Linked DNA regions of Mus musculus: all the other regions are linked to region 3. Evidence: chromatin contacts called from public HiChIP or PLAC-seq data. All regions are on one chromosome and are shown on one strand. The core of a region is the stretch at or near the end of the contact, and the rest is flanking DNA. Distances in the headings are between cores, read along the strand shown.

Evidence for each region. HiChIP or PLAC-seq counts read pairs in DNA pulled down with a chosen protein or histone mark.
Region 1: an H3K27ac HiChIP or PLAC-seq map of embryonic stem cells shows a contact between it and region 3, with 4 times the contacts expected there. The contact joins the promoter of Cpped1 here to the enhancer-like site in region 3. A contact is called at or near these places in 1 of 484 Hi-C or Micro-C datasets (embryonic stem cells), 6 of 115 datasets of contacts at active chromatin or transcription factors (bone marrow-derived macrophages, embryonic forebrain, embryonic stem cells and 1 more) and 4 of 9 other capture datasets (adipose tissue, embryonic stem cells, liver and 1 more).
Region 2: a contact with region 3 is called in an H3K4me3 HiChIP or PLAC-seq map of embryonic stem cells, with 4 times the contacts expected there. The contact joins the promoter of Shisa9 here to the enhancer-like site in region 3. A contact is called at or near these places in 5 of 39 promoter capture datasets (embryonic stem cells, hippocampal neurons, liver and 1 more), 1 of 484 Hi-C or Micro-C datasets (nephron progenitors), 3 of 115 datasets of contacts at active chromatin or transcription factors (embryonic forebrain, embryonic stem cells and forebrain) and 1 of 9 other capture datasets (embryonic stem cells).

The regions. Positions count from the first base shown.
Region 1 is chr16:11,907,998-11,910,697 of GRCm38.p6, reverse strand. Cpped1 (calcineurin-like phosphoesterase domain containing 1) reads left to right here and starts at 1,275. Exons shown (of 4, transcript NM_146067.3): 1 at 1,275-1,432. The coding sequence starts at 1,363. The region is part of intron 2 of Gm9961 (predicted gene 9961); the gene reads right to left.
Region 2 is chr16:11,982,842-11,985,541 of GRCm38.p6, reverse strand. It overlaps Shisa9 (shisa family member 9), which reads right to left and starts at 1,429. Exons shown (of 5, transcript NM_028277.2): 1 at 399-1,429. The coding sequence starts at 961. It overlaps Gm32278 (predicted gene, 32278), which reads left to right and starts at 1,797. Exons shown (of 2, transcript NR_155455.1): 1 at 1,797-1,984.
Region 3 is chr16:11,741,942-11,744,641 of GRCm38.p6, reverse strand. All of the region lies in intron 20 of Snx29 (sorting nexin 29), which reads right to left. Among named protein-coding and RNA genes, the nearest start is that of 4833415N18Rik, 36 kb to the left of the region's middle. Within about 2 kb of position 1,356, at least 18 of the 459 cell types and tissues checked have an H3K27ac peak or open chromatin away from gene starts, as enhancers often do. A contact at or near this core is called in embryonic stem cells, where this site is marked.

The DNA.
Region 1 (2,700 bases), core at 26-2,525, 170 kb before region 3:
TTTCTTCCCTCCTTCTCCTTACCCCTTCCCCTTGCCCAGTATTAGATTTTCACAGATGTCTCAGCTTTTGGCTACACTCTCCCACAGATAAGCTTTCTCCTCCACCACACCTAGGGGGAATTCATATCCTTTCCCTTCCTTTTTATTTCTTTTTCTTTCGTTCACAACTAGCTGGGGACAACTTCCAACATGAGCCTACGGGAGACATCTTATGTGCAAATTACAACATCATCTAACTTTCTCACCAACCCAATAACCCTAGGTATTGTTATTGTTCTCATTTGACAGGTAGGAAAACTGAGGTGCAGAGCAACTAATTTTTAAGATCATACCTAAAGTAAGTGGTAGTATTAGGATAAACCCAAGTAGCTGAGACACAAGCTCATTTGTATTTCTGTCCTAAATTGCTAGGACTTATATCTGACTCTAGTTCAAGGTCATGGGACATCATCCTAGCTCTGTTAACCATACGAACATTTCAGGCTTACACTTGTTGAGAAGAAAATTTAGCAACTTGGCAGATCCTAGGAATTCCCCTGTAGTGCTTAATAAATGTATCCTCTTTTTGGAGATCTGAATTTAACATTTTCCACCTCGAAATCTGGATTGCTACCAAGTGTGAGGGTTGTAGTCCAGTGTAACGGCTTTTGAGTTGGATAGATTTTGTCTTGCTCACCTGCAGCTCTTAGCTTTCAGGAGTTGTGTCTCTCTCTGAGTGTCAGTTTCCCCATCTGACAAGTGCAGTCAATGAGGTAACAAGCAAAACACAAAGTACTTCGGGCAATGCCTGTTACCCAGCAACAACAGTGACAGAATGACAGTGGCAATGTCCAGGCAGTCAAGATGCCTTAAAGACTCTTGAGATTATGGTGGGCAGTTTGGAAGGGTTGCAACATAAAACTTAGGACATCAAATTGAAATGGAATTTCAGATAAACAATATTTTAAAAATAACTGCTTAAGTATCTCCCAAATACTGCATGAGATATATTTAAGCTAAACGTGGGTTTTGTTGGGTTTTTTTGTTTGTTTGTTTTTGTTTTGTTTTTTCCTATTCTTGTTAACCTGAAATCCCAAATTATGAAGCGGCCCGATGCGTGTTACATAAGACAACTCCAGGCCTCAAAGCCTCAACCCCCAGTCTGTTCCAGTGAAAGTTGGATCCTGACCCCGGGAGGATCCCACTAGGGGTGGCAATCTCCGTGTTCTGCCCAGGCAGTACTAGCAGCACCCAGAGCGGCCCCGCCCCGCCCGGCCCTCCTGGAGGGCAGGTTCCAGAAGCTGTTCCAGGCGGGGCTGCCGGGTGGTGTGGAGTCGCTCCCTCCTCTCACAGAACGTGCCCAGGCAAGGCCAGTCGCTCGCCATGTCCGCTATGGAGGCGGCGGATGTTTTCCACAGAGCCCGGGGCAGGACCCTGGACGCGTTTTCCTCAGGTACTGCTTGGCTCTTCGCCTGGGAAGGGGGGCACTCCAGAGCTGCAGAACCTTCCGCGAGGGGAACCTTCCGGTCGCGGGCGCTCACTTCTATCCGGATCCCTTCGTGGGTTGCACACAGCACCGGGGACCGTTGTCGGAGTTGTTCCTCCCTCGCAGTGTTGGGTGCTTCGCTGGCCTTGACTTGACCTTGCAAACCACAAACTTAAAAAATAAAGCAAACAAACTAAACAGAAGCGGGGCGGAGGTGGCAGAGAAGTGAATGACTGCTTGGGCTCTGCTACGGGGCCTGTCTTCTCTCTTCCTTGGCAAGCTTCTGCGGGGCAGCTGACAAGCGCTGTGTGTGTCAGGGGCTGTCAATTGTAGTGAGAGTGTTTTTATATCCAGTTGCTTACTGTAACCGTAGAAAGGGAAGGCATTCTGGTCCAGGTAGCGTTCTTGGAAGTTGGGCTTAGATAATCTGACCCAGTCTTGCCTCAAAGGGAGCGTTGTTAACACATCAGACTATTTCTGTAACCTTGGGTGTGGAACACATGCTGGGTGTTAAGCAAATGATAGGCCCCAGCAACTCAGAGGATACCGGATTGGTTCCTGTTTCCCTGTGTTTCCTTTGGATCTTTGGGGTTGATTCTTCTCTGGCACTTGGCTTAGAATCACAGGAACGCTCGCCTTGTTATCCAGCCTCTAATTTGCCTGAACTGCTCTGAAAAAAGAATCAGGCCCGTTCCAAACCCGGAGGGCCTTGGCACCTGCTCTCCTCTGCTCACCTGGTGGGACTTGGAAGTCTGGCACCTTCTCAGCCTTCACATCCTATTTTCAGGTTCATTTCCTCAGACTTACCTCTGCCTAGCTAGCCAAAGAAGATCAATCCTACAGTTCTCTGCTAGGCCTTTGTTTCTTTTCCCCTCCTTGCAGTTCAAGGTTCTGCACAGGTGCGCACAGCCAAAAATCCACTGATGGTGGACTGGGGAAAGTCCAGTCTGCAGTGTTGCCATTTTCTACAGATTTTAATGTGTCTTAGGTTTTTGTTTGTTTGTTTTCCCAGCCTACATGTTTTTGAGATGCCTCCTATTCTAAGTAGTTCTCCTTCCTTCCTTCCTTCTGAACAGTATCCCATTGATTGCGCATTCGTGCTGTATGTTTTGTTAATGGATGTGCTGAGTTTTACCAACTTGGTGTCTTTCTTGTCTTTGCTTCTCCAGATTTCTCTTTGCCACAGTGCTCTAGGAGCGACTGCTTGCAGGAATGAACTCTTTGTCCTGATCCTT
Region 2 (2,700 bases), core at 180-2,679, 240 kb before region 3:
CCTCCAACACACAAGCACACGGATCATACACGCCCCCCCCCCCACTTCCTTTCAGGTTCGCCTGCCTCTGTTTACCTCCATAAATGGATCCTCTCCCCAAAACGCAAGAGTTTAAAGACCCGGCTATGTGTCTCAAGACCCACCATCATATCTGGTGAGAGGGAACAGGAGGTGGGCGAGGGGAAAAGAGACTTTCCCCTTCCACACTCGGCCTTCACTCCCACCTGTGCTGAGCCCAATGCCTTGCTTGGCTCAATGCTACAAGGGAAAGTTGTCGTCCTGGATGACATTCCCCAATCGGAGACCTTGGGGTGGAGGGAAGCACGGCTGGGGAATGTTGGAGATGGATGGGAAAGGAAAGTGGACCCAAAGAGGGGGGCGAAGGGGAGGCAGCCCACCTGGACATGTGTTCCCTTTGGGGCCGGTGCGCTTTCTCCAGCCCCAGCTTGGTGAAGATGCCCACCAGCACCATGACAGCCACCACCCCGCAGATGATGTAGACGATAAGGTTGGTCTTGTCCTTGGTGGGGTCGTGCAAGGGGTCATCCTTACGCGCTGGGGGCTTGCCCGTGTTAAGCCAGAGTGGCGTGTCGTAGTTGGTACAGGTGCTCTGGTTCAGTCGCCGCTTCTTAAACGTGCAGCAGAACCGGAAGCCACAAGTCCCGCAGCAGAAGATGAAGTCGCCCGAGCTGCAGTTGAACGGCGGGTCCCACTGGCCCATGACATCGAAGTAGCCCCGACAGGAGTCTGGCGTGGGCGCTCGAGTCGGCGGTGCGTCCGAGCCCCCGACGCCCTCGCCGGCCTCTCCGGAGGCGGCTCCGGAGCGGTTGCCCCCTGTGAGCAGCAGTACGCCGCCCAGTTGCGCTAGCTGCCCGTGCCCAGATCGCTCCTGCGCCCGGCACATGCGGGCACACAGCTCGGTGAGGAAGCAGCCGAGAAGCAGCCGAAGGACTCGGCGCATCGTGTCTCCCAACCCGGGCTGGAGCGCTCGGCCGCCGCTGGAGCCGCTACCGCCGCCTCTGGACGCGCGGCCGAAGCTGCCGAGGCTGCTGGCGGGGGCTGCGGGCCGCCGCTGGCCGCACATGCAGGGAGGCGGCGCGGGGCGCTCGGTGGTCGGCGGCCACTGCGCTCGGCTCAGACTGCGTTCGCCTCCAGCGCGACGCGCGCCGAGGAAGGGGGCCGGCCGGGGAGGAGCGCGCCGGGGCCGGGCGGGGACGGAGCAGGAGCGGGGGCCAGCGCGGGGTGCAGGTCCTGCTGGCCACCGGGGGAGGCGGGGGTGGAAAACAGGAGAGAGTCGCTGTGTCCGTAACTCCCTTCCACCCGCCACCCGGGACTCGGCTCCCCACGTCCGCTCGCTCGCAGGATGCTCTTCACCTCTCTAGCACGCCAAGTGCGCTGGAGAGAGAGAGAGAAGCGACACTTGTGGAATGAAGGGAGGGCCAGAGGGAAGGGGGAAGGGGAGGAGGGCGGATAGAGGAGGGGTGGTGGTGAGCGCTAGCTCGAAAGGGGCGGGGGCGCGTAAAGAGGTGACTCGGGCGGGCGGGGGCGAATAGGGGGCGTGCAGAGAGAGCTCGGGCAAAAGCAGCAAGCTCCACCGCTGCCAGGCTCGAAAGAACAGCTCTGATTTCTCGGCAGGTGGAAAGAACCACGGCCGGGACCTCTGGCACCCTCTCGGGGAGAAAGGTGCTCCTCACCCCAAGCAAAGACTCAGAGGTGGTTCCGCCCTCGATTTCCCCCCCTAGGGGTGCGTGCGCAGGAGCTGCGATTGCAATCTGTCGATCAGGGAAGGGGTGACTAGGAGAATCGGGACAGATTAGATGGCTTGCTCACTCCAAGACACACTAGAAGCAGTGTAGACAAGATCTCCCTCCTCCTCCCGGGCGTGCAGGAACTGCCTTGCCCTTTCCGGGGATGCGACCTCATGCCTGGCGCGAGCCTGGGATGGTTCGAGTCCCTGAACAGAGAAGAGGCTGGAACTGGGAAGGTGGGTTAGGTGTCAAACCCCTTGGGCTGTGGTAAGCACCCCAGAACAGGGGCTTGGGAACTCATATTAAAAGCTGGGTGGTCTGGCGAGGCGGTCAGCGGACAAAGCGAAGGCAATGGCTCACCCTGGAAGGGCTCTCCTAAGAACTCCCCTAGCCCTTAGGACCTGCCGCTTTCTGTCCCTCTTCGCCCCCGCAGCGAACGCTGAGCTCCACAGGAGGGCACACAGCGGCGCCGCCTCTGCGCTGGCAGTTTTGGCGCAGCGCAAGGCCTGGGCACTCATCCTCAGCCACTCGTTTCTGCAGCCCGCGCGACAGTCTCCAGAGCAGGCTGTCCCCTGTCCCCACGGAGCCCCCCTTCCCCGACATCCTCACCGAGGTTGTTTCCTTGGCTCCCAGCATCTCTTCTCAACCTTTCCAAATTTGTTCTCTCTTCCTTTCTCCTGACTGATTCCTCCCAGCCCTCCATAAGCCCTCGACCATTTCTCCTATTTCTTCCTGCCCTCTACTTGAATTTGATTTCAATAGCCCCTAAATCAGGATTCACATCAAAGCTGCTAAGCTAAATTTATATCCCCACACGCCCTGGCGTTTTGTTTTTTAATTGTATTAACTGAGTATGCTCTTTGCAGTAGGCTGGGTGAATCACAGAGGAAGCAATGTTTTCTGTTCCCTCTCCTCTTGTTTGGTTTCAGCTGCAGGACTCTTGGGGGAAATT
Region 3 (2,700 bases), core at 107-2,606:
ACCTGCACTACTTGAAGTGCAGGCTGTGGTAGGATCTAGGGCAGTGCCAGACAGCTGTCTGTGGTCATCATTTGGAGGGGCTGCAGCAGGCACAGATTGTACCCAGGGGACTTCCCCAGGAAACAGAGAACAGCCGCATGCCCCCCACCAGGCTTTATTCTGACTTGGGCAAAAGGACCCCGAATAGCAACCCTGAACATGGATGGCACTGGTGAACTAGTAGGAGAGGCAGAAAAGCTCTGTGGCTCGTCCCTCCCCTTGTGACCCCAGTCCCACACCCAGCAGCGCACTGCCTTACTTCATCCTCACGCTCATTTTCTCACCTGGGGAAGTAACAGCAACACAAACACCAAGGGAGCAAGTGGGTTCCAGTGACCCAATGGGAGGAAGCCCCGGCCTAGCTCAGGGCATCCGACAGGGTGAAGAACACATTGTTTTCAACACCTGTCTCACTCCTGTCTATGGAGCCCACAGGTCTGCAGATAGCTTTACAAGATCCAACGAGCCTGCTCAGACCATGTCAACATGGCAACACGGCACCATAGTCACAGGGTCCTGTTTCTCTATACACTGTTCACTGCAGAATGAGGGCTTCCCACAGCTGCCCGTTGAGAAAGGCCACGCCCAAAAGCACGCTGGCCCAAGCAACCCCTCCACACTTTCCTGCTTCCCCTATGTTGACCCTGATGGCTAACTCAGTACACTGCTACACTGATGGGGTGGCAGGGATGCCACCACAATTGTGGGCACACCACCTGCTGTGTGGGGCCTCTGCCAACTTAGCAGCCTAGGAGCAGAGAGCTTGCTACTCTTGATGCTCTGAGGCTGTGCTTCACAGGCTGTTCAGACAAAGGAGGAACTCTGGAAAACCCTGATCCCCTTCAACCCTGACAGTTCCTTCCCAGCTTCCCCTCTGCCTGGCCAGGCTACATTCTACCCTGTCTCAGGGCCCAACACTGGTCATCGCTGTGTTTTGTTCCTCCCTCTTTCTTTGGCCGCCTCAGTGACTCCCAAGTCAGTCGTTCTCACTAGTGTCCTGGGAACCTGCATCCTGAAGAAGGATGCTCCAAATCCCTAAGTGAGAGGAGTCTTCATGATTTCAATTCCAAAAATCAGACTTGAAGATTGCACCAACAAGAACCTGTTCTTAGAATATCCTCATGTTTTCCACTCACTATTATAGCAACTCACAGTGACCAGTGCAGTAAACGGGCAATACTAGCTTGGGTTAGACTGACATAGCAACAGCCTAGAGTGAATACCTTAGGCAGGGAGGACTCCAGCCAATACCACCAGCACTGCTACAGCAGTGTGTGCCATGCCTACCTCCTAGGGAGGCTGTAACTACACAGATTCATGCTTCTAGAGTGTGCTTTCTTACAGCTCCTGTGATACATCCTATGCAGATTAACATACTAGTGTTTACTGTCTTTGCAAGGATGTTCCTGTGTTTGCCATTTCGCTCAGCATTTGCAAAGGCAGGATGAGCAACAGGGAAGAATGAAAATGGAGAGGAGGAAGGGAGAGGGATATGAGCCTCGAAACACAACAGCTCAGGAGGGCTGGGTGCAAGGCTAACAACCTCGAGGGTTTGTAGCCTCCCTCAGCCCTGAAGCAGGCTGATCCAGACTTTGACCTTGCTGCCACTGAGAAGGAAATTACCCTAAGGGGGAGCCTTCTGACCTAGATGGCTCTTTTGTTCTGCCACCTGCCACTGCTCTCTCCAAGACACTGCTACCTGCTGAGAAGCACCTGATACATTCTGGAGGAACATCCTATTCTACACATCACCTACAGGCTGGCTCCAGACACCAAGAATGGACTGGCAGGGGATGGACCTTCCCCTTGTATAAGTAGACTCCCATAGTAAACTGGAGAGCCTCGAACAGAATCATGTCTTGGCTCCATTAACCTCACGCCCTCTAAGTCTCTTTCAGCCCCAGCCTGCCTCCCTGGTGTACCCGGTCCTTGTAAGCCACAGGCCAGCATACAACAAGTGTTGCCCAGTGCCTCCTAACTAAATAGAGATGCAAGGACAGAGACTGCCCCCTGCCCTGGGTGGGGCGGGGGAGCTCCCTGGGATTAGAGTCCACAGAAGGACAGAGTCCAGCAAAGCAAGCCATGATCCTTCGCGCCCCAAATGCCAGTGCAGTTACACTTATTTTTAAACCCTTTCTGCTTGCGGCCATGTAGCTTGTGCATCAGTGATGTCCTGAACATCTCTGAAGTAATGAGGACTGTGGAGCCTAGAGGGCTCTTGACGATCCACCACACTGACTCAAGATAAAAAGTTCTGAGCTGTACGAGTCAGTAACACCTTTTGAAGCAAAAAAGCCTCCATGTGGGCTCAAGTGGGCCCTGGCAGAGCACACAGCAGCCCACTGCGACCCTGGACTAAACTTAATTGCTCTCTGGGAGAACATGGCTCTTCTAGTCTCATCAGAAACTATATTTAACAATGTTTGGAGTAAAAGCAACAGTGGGTGGAGAAACACGGCCCACACTTCTGCTGAACCTCCACGTGGGGGTCTGTGCTGTGACCTACTTTATTCTGTCTCCCCCATCTGTCCCTCCCAGGGACATGGACGCTTCCAAGGGATGAGTTACACTGCAAAGAAACATTTTAATGATAATATGGTAAGTGGCAGCCTAGCAAATCACTGAGGCCATGTGATGTGAAGTCAGGCTCCCTTCCTTAAG